Regions from separate parts of the Mus musculus genome. Here region 1 is linked to region 2. The links are chromatin contacts, called in public HiChIP or PLAC-seq maps. All regions are on one chromosome and are shown on one strand. The core of a region is the stretch at or near the end of the contact, and the rest is flanking DNA. Distances in the headings are between cores, read along the strand shown. Region 1 overlaps Irak3 (interleukin-1 receptor-associated kinase 3). Region 2 overlaps Grip1 (glutamate receptor interacting protein 1).

The links. HiChIP or PLAC-seq counts read pairs in DNA pulled down with a chosen protein or histone mark.
Region 1: a contact with region 2 is called in an H3K27ac HiChIP or PLAC-seq map of embryonic stem cells, with 2.1 times the contacts expected there. The contact joins two enhancer-like sites. A contact is called at or near these places in 4 of 115 datasets of contacts at active chromatin or transcription factors (embryonic basal ganglia, embryonic stem cells and stem cell-derived neural progenitor cells).

What each region holds. Positions count from the first base shown.
Region 1 is chr10:120,162,860-120,167,479 of GRCm38.p6, reverse strand. It overlaps Irak3 (interleukin-1 receptor-associated kinase 3), which reads left to right. Exons shown (of 12, transcript NM_028679.4): 7 at 961-1,075; 8 at 2,269-2,387. Among named protein-coding and RNA genes, the nearest start is that of Gm34545, 9.3 kb to the left of the region's middle. Within about 2 kb of position 1,464, at least 13 of the 459 cell types and tissues checked have an H3K27ac peak or open chromatin away from gene starts, as enhancers often do. A contact at or near this core is called in embryonic stem cells, where this site is marked.
Region 2 is chr10:119,829,198-119,833,785 of GRCm38.p6, reverse strand. All of the region lies in intron 1 of Grip1 (glutamate receptor interacting protein 1), which reads right to left. The region is part of intron 4 of Grip1os1 (glutamate receptor interacting protein 1, opposite strand 1); the gene reads left to right. Among named protein-coding and RNA genes, the nearest start is that of Gm51815, 12 kb to the right of the region's middle. Within about 2 kb of position 3,180, at least 13 of the 459 cell types and tissues checked have an H3K27ac peak or open chromatin away from gene starts, as enhancers often do. A contact at or near this core is called in embryonic stem cells, where this site is marked.

The DNA of each region.
Region 1 (4,620 bases), core at 215-2,714, 340 kb before region 2:
CTTTGGGCCACAGTCTATCCTCTGTCTATTCAGGGGCAGTCCTTCCCACCCCCACCCCCCAGACAAATACCCCTGTTCCCTCTCCCTGTTTCCTTCCCCTTCTCCCTCGTCCTCTATCTCCTGTCTTTGTCTCTTATTCCCTGCCTTCTGTCCCTTTGGGAAAAATAAATTTCCTTTGTTCTGAGAACTTGGTCTTGGGGCTTCTTGTCCCTTCCACTATCATGCCTGGACTATACTGACCTTCATATAACAATGACATCTAAGGAGTAGAATTTATTTGGGCTAGATGGTTAATAACTGATTAGGACAGGAGCCTAAGATATATATAGATATGTGTGTGTGTATATATATATATATATATATATATATATATATATATATATATATATATATATAGTACACTAGAAATCTGAAATCTAAAATCAGTGTCATATTTTTATAGATGAAGACGCTATTATGTGGATTGTAGATAGTAATCCAAGCTTTGTAAAGGCATAATTGTCCCTTGCCTGTATGTAACTGGGCCTTAGCCCAGCACCCTATGTAGTAATGATCCAGCAATGGATGGATGAAGACAGTCTTCTCTAGTCCTGTGTTTTCGTGATTTTCCTTGCATTGCACACTTAATCAGATGGGTTTCCATTGCACAACCATTATTTGTGTAACAAATAAAGATGTGACACAGTTTCATATCAATAAGTGAATATTGAATTGTGGCTTTTATATGAATGTTTGGTATGACATTTTCAGTATCCCAAGGCTCAAGAAACCGATGCTTCCTTAAATTTTCTGCCTTGTATTTTAATATATATATTGATTTACATGCTGACAGTTGATTAGAAAGGGTGGCACTAGTGCTTGTCTGAACACCCAAGGAAATTACTTGTCTCTCAGCCAAACTTAGTTACGTTAGATCTGGTCTAACGTGGAGAATCTGATGGTTTAAAACTTTGTTTCAAGGTTCCGTCACCCCCACATACTAGAGCTGGCTGCATATTTCACGGAGACTGAGAAACTTTGTCTGGTTTATCCCTATATGAGCAACGGGACGCTTTTCGACAGATTACAGTGCACAGTAAGTCGTGGGTACCAGTCCCTTGGGTCCTTTGGCTGTTGACACTGGAGGAAGCTGAAGGGCGAGATCTGAGCATGCGCATTGGGAGTGGGCGGGGTATATTCAGCAATGGTTCCCAGGGAAGCGAAGGACCTCCCAGGAGATTGATTTCTTACCCTTAGAAGGCGGCTTGAACACATGGGTTCCTGGGTTCTGGGTAATATTAACACATATGTACAGTGAGTTTATACCCACTACCCTCAGCTTCCTTGGCATGTGGTACTCAGATGGGCATAGGGTTAGTGCGTTACGCATGCTAAGCAAGGATTCTACCGCTAAGCTGTAACCCCAGGGCACTGGCCACAGTTTGACTAAACTAATGTTAAAAATTGTTGGGTATTTCCCTAGAGCCGTGGTTCTCAACCTTCCTTCCCAATGCTTTGACCCTTTAACACAGTTCCTCATGTTGCGGTGTTCCCCCAACCATAAAATTATTTTCGTTGTTACTTCATAACTGTACTTTCGCTACTGCTATGAATTGTAATGTAAATATCTGATATATGTTATATTTGATATGTGAACCCTATGGGACTGGCAGCCTGCAGGTTGAGAACCACTGCCCTTGAGCTGTAGAGGAAAACCCATTTGGAATTAAAAATAGGTGGTAGCAAACTGAAATGTTGCTTCGCCTCTCCTTCCGCAGTGCCATCTACAGCGGTGGCTGTTGTGTTTTATAAAAAGATAGAGAAGAGAAGCCAGGGATATGTTTGGTGGAGACGTGATATGATGTGGGGGAAGGGGGCGCCTCTGCGGGCCCATGCTGAGACATCCCTTCCCCCTGAAGTACCAGCCACAGATGGCTTAGTATGGAATAGAGTCTATTTAGGGCATGGGGGGGGGGGGGGCTGAGGGAGTAGTAGAGACAGAAGGGGGGTGGGGAGTAGAAGCTGGCCATGAGCACGTGGAGAGAGAATGAGAAGGGGAATGGGGTGGGGAGAGGGTAAGGGGCAAGAGCAAGAGGAGAAGAGAACAAGAGTGAGAGGGGGCAAGCAGCCCCTTTTATAGTAAGGCACATTTGGCTGTTGCCAGGCAACTGTGGGGCGGAGCCTAGACAAAATGCCCACAGTGGCTACAGAACCATATGCCTGCATAGGGAATATATAGGTAATTTGCACTAAGGAAATACAACTAAGCCGACTTGTGTTTTTCTTTAGAATGGCACAACCCCGCTTTCCTGGCACGTTCGAATCAGCGTATTGATAGGAATAGCCAAAGCCATCCAATACTTGCACAACACTCAGCCGTGCGCCGTCATCTGTGGCAACGTTTCCAGGTAAATGACCTGAGAGCTCTGGGTTCCACCTAAATCCCTGTCAGCCCTGCAGGTGAGTGTTCTTTTCGGCCAGGCCTCTTCCTAGAATACTTAGGAGTGCAATAAACCCTCTCACCTACGTACTGAAAGTCTCACTTTTTTTTTTTTTCTCAACAAAAATGTGTTCCCCAGATTTCTAGAAATCACATTTACATCTCAAAGGGGAGACTGAGAGTACCTTTATGAACTACTAATGAATAATTATGTGTATTTTATTAATTGTACTGGATAGCCAGATGTGCAATGGAACCTATACTGACCTCCTCGCCCTATCTCTTAAGTTTGAGGTTTTTTTAAAAAAAGATTTATTTATTTATTTTATGTATATGAGTACACTGTCGATCTCCTCAGACACACCAGGGCATCAGATCCCATTATAGATAGTTGTGAGCCACCATGTAGTTGCTGGGAATTGAACTCAGGACCTCTGGAAGAGCATTCAGGGCTCTTAACCACTGAGCCATCTCTCCAGCCCTCTTAAGCTCAAGTTTAACAAAAAGAGACACAATGTATGTATATGGGGATTCCCAGAGTACAATAGCAGTGAATCAAAATCTTTGGTCCTTGACTCAGTAGAGTCTTACTTGTTACAATGAGGCTGCCTCCTCTACCCTCTGGGCCTTTCTCCTTGTCATTCTGTGAGAAGCCAGCATGGATCCAGCAATCCCTGATCCAATGCCACATACACACATTCCGAGTTGACTCCTGCAGTAAAATCCCCTGATGATTTCCTCCTTGTGTCCTTATGTTGAGCTCATCCAGAAGGCCCAGGTCTCACCTTTCCTGTGCCAGGGGCAGCTGTGTTTGCAGGCCGCGCCTCTCCCAGACCATTTCCTAGTACCGTGAAGGTTTTTAGCGCACCTTTAACATGAGCCGAAGGAGTGGATGGCTCACTTTTTCTGGAGAAATAAACATGAAAGAAGAGGTCTGTAGATTTCTCCTTAATCCTGGGGCAGCTAGGAAAACGGCCCAGAGATGCCTGTTCCTGCTGTAGTGTGGAACTTCTGCAGTTGTCAGAGGTTTCCCAGAGTCTGAGCAGAATCAAAGGGCTCCTCACAGGACCTGGATAGAGTGGACAGTGATGGTCCCAGGGGTCAGGGGGCTCACCAGTGGGGTCCATTCCATGTGGCTGAGAATGCACCCCCCACACCTAAAATCATGTCTCTTCCCCCCAGATTATAATCACTAATGAGTACAGTAACTATACAAATATTTGCTCTATTTACTGAAGGAGAGCAGTGTTGGAGTCTTGCCTGCGCCTTCTTCCTCTGGCTTAAAGTGAGCACTGGTTTATTTTAAATCTCACATGGTGACGCATTAATATTTGGTTCCCTTTGTGTGGCTCAGTTCATCACTTAGTTCCCTTTCTTGAAAGCAGCGTTTGCAGAACAGACAGAAGAGTATTTCTCAATAGGGGAGAGAAACAAGGGCATCCATAAACTGAGGCAGAGGAAGCATCAGGCCAGGGAGCGCAACAGATGGAGGCGCACCCACTTCCTAAGGCTTCTTCCAGGTAACACTAGGGAAGGAGACTAGGAAGCATCTATCCAGCGCCTCGTCCATCCCGTGAGACAGTCGGGACAATTTAATGAGGCTCGGTCAGGATGAAGTAAAAAGAAGGCTAGAGATACAGCTTAGGCATGAAGTACTTTCCTAGCATATGTGGGGCTGTGTGCTCCACTTCTAGTACAGATAAAAATAATAGGAACCATCGCCCGGCGTGGTGGCACACGCCTTTGATCCCAGCACTTGGGAAGCAGAGGCAGGCAGATTTCTGAGTTCGAGGCCAGCCTGGTCTATAGAGTGAGTTCCAGGACAGCCAGTGCTATACAGAGAAACCCTGTTTTGAAAAACCAAATTAATTAATTAAATTAAAGGAACCAAACACATGGGTAAAGGAGGGAGGAGGGGCTGTTGGGGTACTGGCGCTATCGCGGCTCTAACTGATGTCATGGAAAAGCCTCTGAAGCCGCGGTGGCTTTTCAAAGACACCAACAAATAGGGCAGGGCATGCCAGGACTTGCGCTGTGTCCCGTCCTGGAGCAGGGCTGTAACCTGAGGGCAGCATCTCCCTTCTTCCGTGCTCAGTACCAGATGGGGACTCGGTTATGTTCGTGTCTCCAGCTAGGTAGGGAGCAAGAGCTAGCCTGGGAATGGGGCAGCAATGATGGGAGCACAGAAGAGTCAGTCCCAG
Region 2 (4,588 bases), core at 1,931-4,430:
TGACCGAGGGACTAGTAGCATTTAGCAGAATTAGTTTTAGGCAGAGCAGAGAATAGGGGATGCTGGAGCAGAGCTCCAGAAGTCAAAACACCAGACTCTGCTCATGTGTTTCGAGGAGAGGTGTCACCACGCTTCAGAGGGACAAAAGGTGATCAGCCATGTGAGATCTCAGGCAGAGTGGCCATAGGCCTTTTCTCCAGGCAGGAGGTCAGGTTGAGCTGAGACTGAAGGTGACTGAGTAACTGAAGCTGAGGGCAGATCGAGAGATGCTGAGCTAAGAGTATTGGGAAGGCCAAGCTAGCCACGGGAGATGATTAGCACCCAACCATTGAACCATGAAGGCAGCCTGAAATTGAGTAACGTGTGTGTCTGTGTTTTTATCCAATGTTCTCTGGGTGGGAGGCTGGTAGCATGGTCTGCCTGGAGCTTAAAGCAGGGTAGGCAAAAACTACACACAACATTTGTGATGTCATGATTATAGCCTCGTGCACACAGAGCAGAAGTACTAGTGGTCACCCTTCCTTCTAGAACTCATTGCTAGGCAGTGGTGATCTCTCATGACTTCTAAATTGGGAATGAGGCCAAAAACTCAATGAGAAGGCAGGAGTAAAAGCCCAGTGGGTAAACATGCTTGCCACCAAGCTTGACAACCTGAGGTCTAGCTCTGAGAACTACATGGTAGAAGGAGATGTCTAAACCCTGCAAGTTGTCCTCTGACTTCCACACATATGCTTAGTGCATGCACACATACACACACACACACACACACACGCACGCACATGCACACGCACACGCACACGCACACGTGTAATAAGTTTTTAAAATAAACTTCATAAAAGCACCCCTACCTGATGCACATTGGCTGCTGGGGAACTCAAATGTAAACTCAAGGCCATCATAAACCTATTCTGGGCACCTGAAAACTTTTTCCTCAATAATGTTTTATCCTTTAAAAAAAAAATAATTGGGTGTCCTGATGTTTAACTCCCTTATCATTAGAACTGGGTTAATAAGCTTCATCTTAATAAACCTGGGAGAGAATATGAGGTGTGAAGATTTAATTGAGACAAATAAGACGGAAGGAGCACCGAATTTGGCACCTCAGTGGTGGCAGGCGCTAGGGAAATGGCAGCTATTGTTCCTGGCAGAGGACAGGCTTCTTCCTGTTGCGTTTGTCTTTTGAATGCCAACGGCACAGAAGAGTAAAAGATGGATGTTCCTCCTTGTCTCTTTCTCCCCCGTTTCTATTCCTCAACAGGAAAATTCTTTACTATTTCAGCTTTCAAACTTTTGAGAGATTCAAAAAATGAATGTTATCACTTACCCATTTTCAATTGTGTTTATCCCTAATCTGTGAGGGAGGAAACTATTTCATTTACATAATCTCTCTCCATTCTGGTAGCTATAAGATCTTCTATTAGCTTTGTTTATAAAATTGAAATAACAACCCAAAGTCTTTTTTATTTATTTACTCATTTATTTATTCACTATTTTTGTTTTGTTCTGTTGCTGAGGGTCAGGCTGACTATAACCCACGCTAGTCTTGAACTTCTTTCTGCTCTGTTTCTTTTGCCTCCATTCCCAATTGCTAGCAATACAGGTGAGCACTGCCATGCAATGCCTTGCTTCCTAAGGATCATTTTTATTTAAACTTTCGACTTAAAAGTATCTTTTGATTTAAACAGAGTTTACATATGCAAAAGCACACAGACCAAGAATAAATAATTGAAGGAACTGCCATTTGCTATATATGTATACACACACACACACACACACACACACACACACACACATGTCACACAGATCAGATTATGAAATACGTGAGGGTCTGTACCCCTTAAACCTCCCTCCTATCTCCTCTATAGAGTCAATAACTATTCTGACTAATATTCTTACAAATTGATGTCTTTGGACCTAAACTAAATCATATGAAATTTTCTTTAGCTTCCTTAACACAATATTATATTTCAGACTCACCCCTCAACTGCATGTAGCAGTAATGCTTTCTTTTTAATTCTATATAGCATCCCATTAAATGTTATGATGTTTTTATTGATTCTTACAAACAAGAAAAGGAAACGGATAAACTCACACATAAAAACAACAGCAAGACAAAAGAGTTAAATCATGAGAAGGAAAAGTAGTGAGGTCAGGTTACAGTGCCTGGGTTTCCTCATCAGACCTTCCTAGAAGGGCAAGCAGGGTCTAGGGCAGGCCACAGGTAGCAATAGAAACAGGGTGTATATTTGCCTGCCCATCACAGACTGTGCCAGAAAGCTTTGCTCTGGGGGTCACTATGACTCATGACTTTTTGAGATTGTCCTATTATAGTGGGTGATGGTGTCATATAATGATGGCCTTTAAACTTCCCAGGCTGCTCCTTCCTTCAAAAACAGACCCAGGTCTCTGCCTCTCTCCTTCTCTGCCTCTGTGCTTCTCTGACCTCACCCAGCCTCTACCACACCCCTCAGCCTCTGCCCCGCCCTCATCCCTGCCCCCATCCCCCAAACTGCACTCTTTTGTTTCACTTTGTATCTTGCCTGTGGCTCCATTGCTAAATCCAACTTTCCAGGTCATTTTTCTCATGTTCCCTCTGGGTTGTAAATTAGGCCTTGGTTTGCCTGTTTTCTTATCTTCCAAAAACTTCTGAAAAATCTTTGAACACCATTTTCCTTACAGTTTTAGAACCAGCCTTTCCCTTACACATTGTTTGAGAGGTAACATAAGCAAACGTTTGTGGTCAGTGTGTACACCCTTGGCTGTTATCTCTTGTACAGATTTTAAAATTGCAGAGACGGGCATTTAAATCACACAAATAAGTAGCATACCAATAAAATACACATTAGGATATCAGGAATTAATCGCTCGTGGGAACTGATTTAATCCTGGGAATTTATAACTGAATTTTCACAGTTTATGAACCAAATTCATCAACAGACCACTTAGAAGGCGAAGGCATTAAATGAAGTTGACTTTTGATCTGTACAAGTCACCTTGCTCAGTAGAACAGAAAACACTCAATTCAATCAGAAACTCTGTGGGGCCCTAAATGTTCCCCAGGCTGAAGTCAATTGGGAATTCTGTCATGCAGAATTTAACAATAGTTTGTCCTTCAGTCTCCAGCCTCCTGGTGTTCCTGGCCTCCTGCCAGAACCTTCCTCCAGACAGCTAGGGCAGACTCTGAGAAGAGGAGGGAAGAAGGAGGGCAAGGAACACCCAGCTAGTTAAAGGGGAAATGAGTAGGTGTAAGAAGAGGCACACGATCACGTGATCCTTGGGGACTTACTTCTTCCAGTGATTAAAAACACCCTGAAAGGTTATTAAACAACCCAAACAAAAAGCAAACAAAAACCCCCAAAATAAAGAAACAAAAACTAGGCTTACAGGAAGCCCAGCGGGCAGTACAGGCCTGTAATGCTAGCCAGTTGGGAGGCAAATCTTGGAGCAGTTGAACTTTTTCCACAAGTAGGGTTGGAAGAAGGTAAGTTTTTTTGTTTTTTTTTTTTTGTTTTTGTTTTTGTTTTTGTTTTTTTGTTTTTTGTTTTTTTTTTTTTTTGGTTTTTCAAGACAGGGTTTCTCTGTATAGCCTTGGCTGACCTGGAACTCACTTTGTAGACCAGGCTGGCCTCGAACTCAGAAATCTGCCTGCCTCTGCCTCCCAAGTGCTGGGGTTAAAGGCGTGCGCCACCACGCCAGAATGGAGAATGGAAGGATGGGAAAACAACAGTGTTCTCCACACAATCAAACTGAGGAGTTTGCAACCTTGCTTTTCAGCTAGTCCTCATTCTCTCAGCCTCTGCCTCTGCCTCTCTGTCTCTGTCTCTCTCCTCCCTTTTCACCTACCCTCCCCCCCACCCCCCTTTTGAGAAAGAACATTGTATGTCCCAGTGTCCCTATGTTGCCAGCAGTGTGGTCTTTGAACGCCTCAGCTTCCTGCCTCTCTGCCTGAAGACTGCCTGGATTATACTCCCTATGTTGCCAATGTGTTTTTTGAACTTCTCAGCTTCCTGCCTCTGCCTGACAACTGCTTGGATTACAGGCATGCACCCGTACACCAGCATTTAGCTACTATCTCCTCGAAGACCTTCCTGAGTAAGGAGATAGGGGGCATCAGTTTGCCCTAGATAGTAAAAGCAGAAACATCACATGATGACAAGACATGCCTTCCGTGGGGAGGTCTTATGCATGCAGTCGTAGCCTTGTGTAGCCTTGCGTAGCCTATGTGTACAAAGGCCCCGAGGTATCGGAGAACACTTTGGCTCATTCCTCTTGCAGGGGGAAGGGTATTATATACACACCCCACTTAAGGCTGGTCCTCCACAGCCTCTTAGCTTCCACCTTCCATCTATCACACAAAGAAGCTTTTCTGAAGAAGGTTGATAATCGTACTTATATGTGTGTATGTTGATCAGTGCTTTGGAAAGAGTTTTGTGCCATGTCAATTTAGCAGAGTAGAAATAGTAGGTTTTCCTCTAGTGACTGCTATCTGTTCAGCCATGAGTACTTGGCCCAGGCTAATGGTGCCAGGAAAGAGTTCCATTTTGTAGAGCAGGCCTTAAGTCAAGTTGGTTGGTTAGTCCCGCAACAT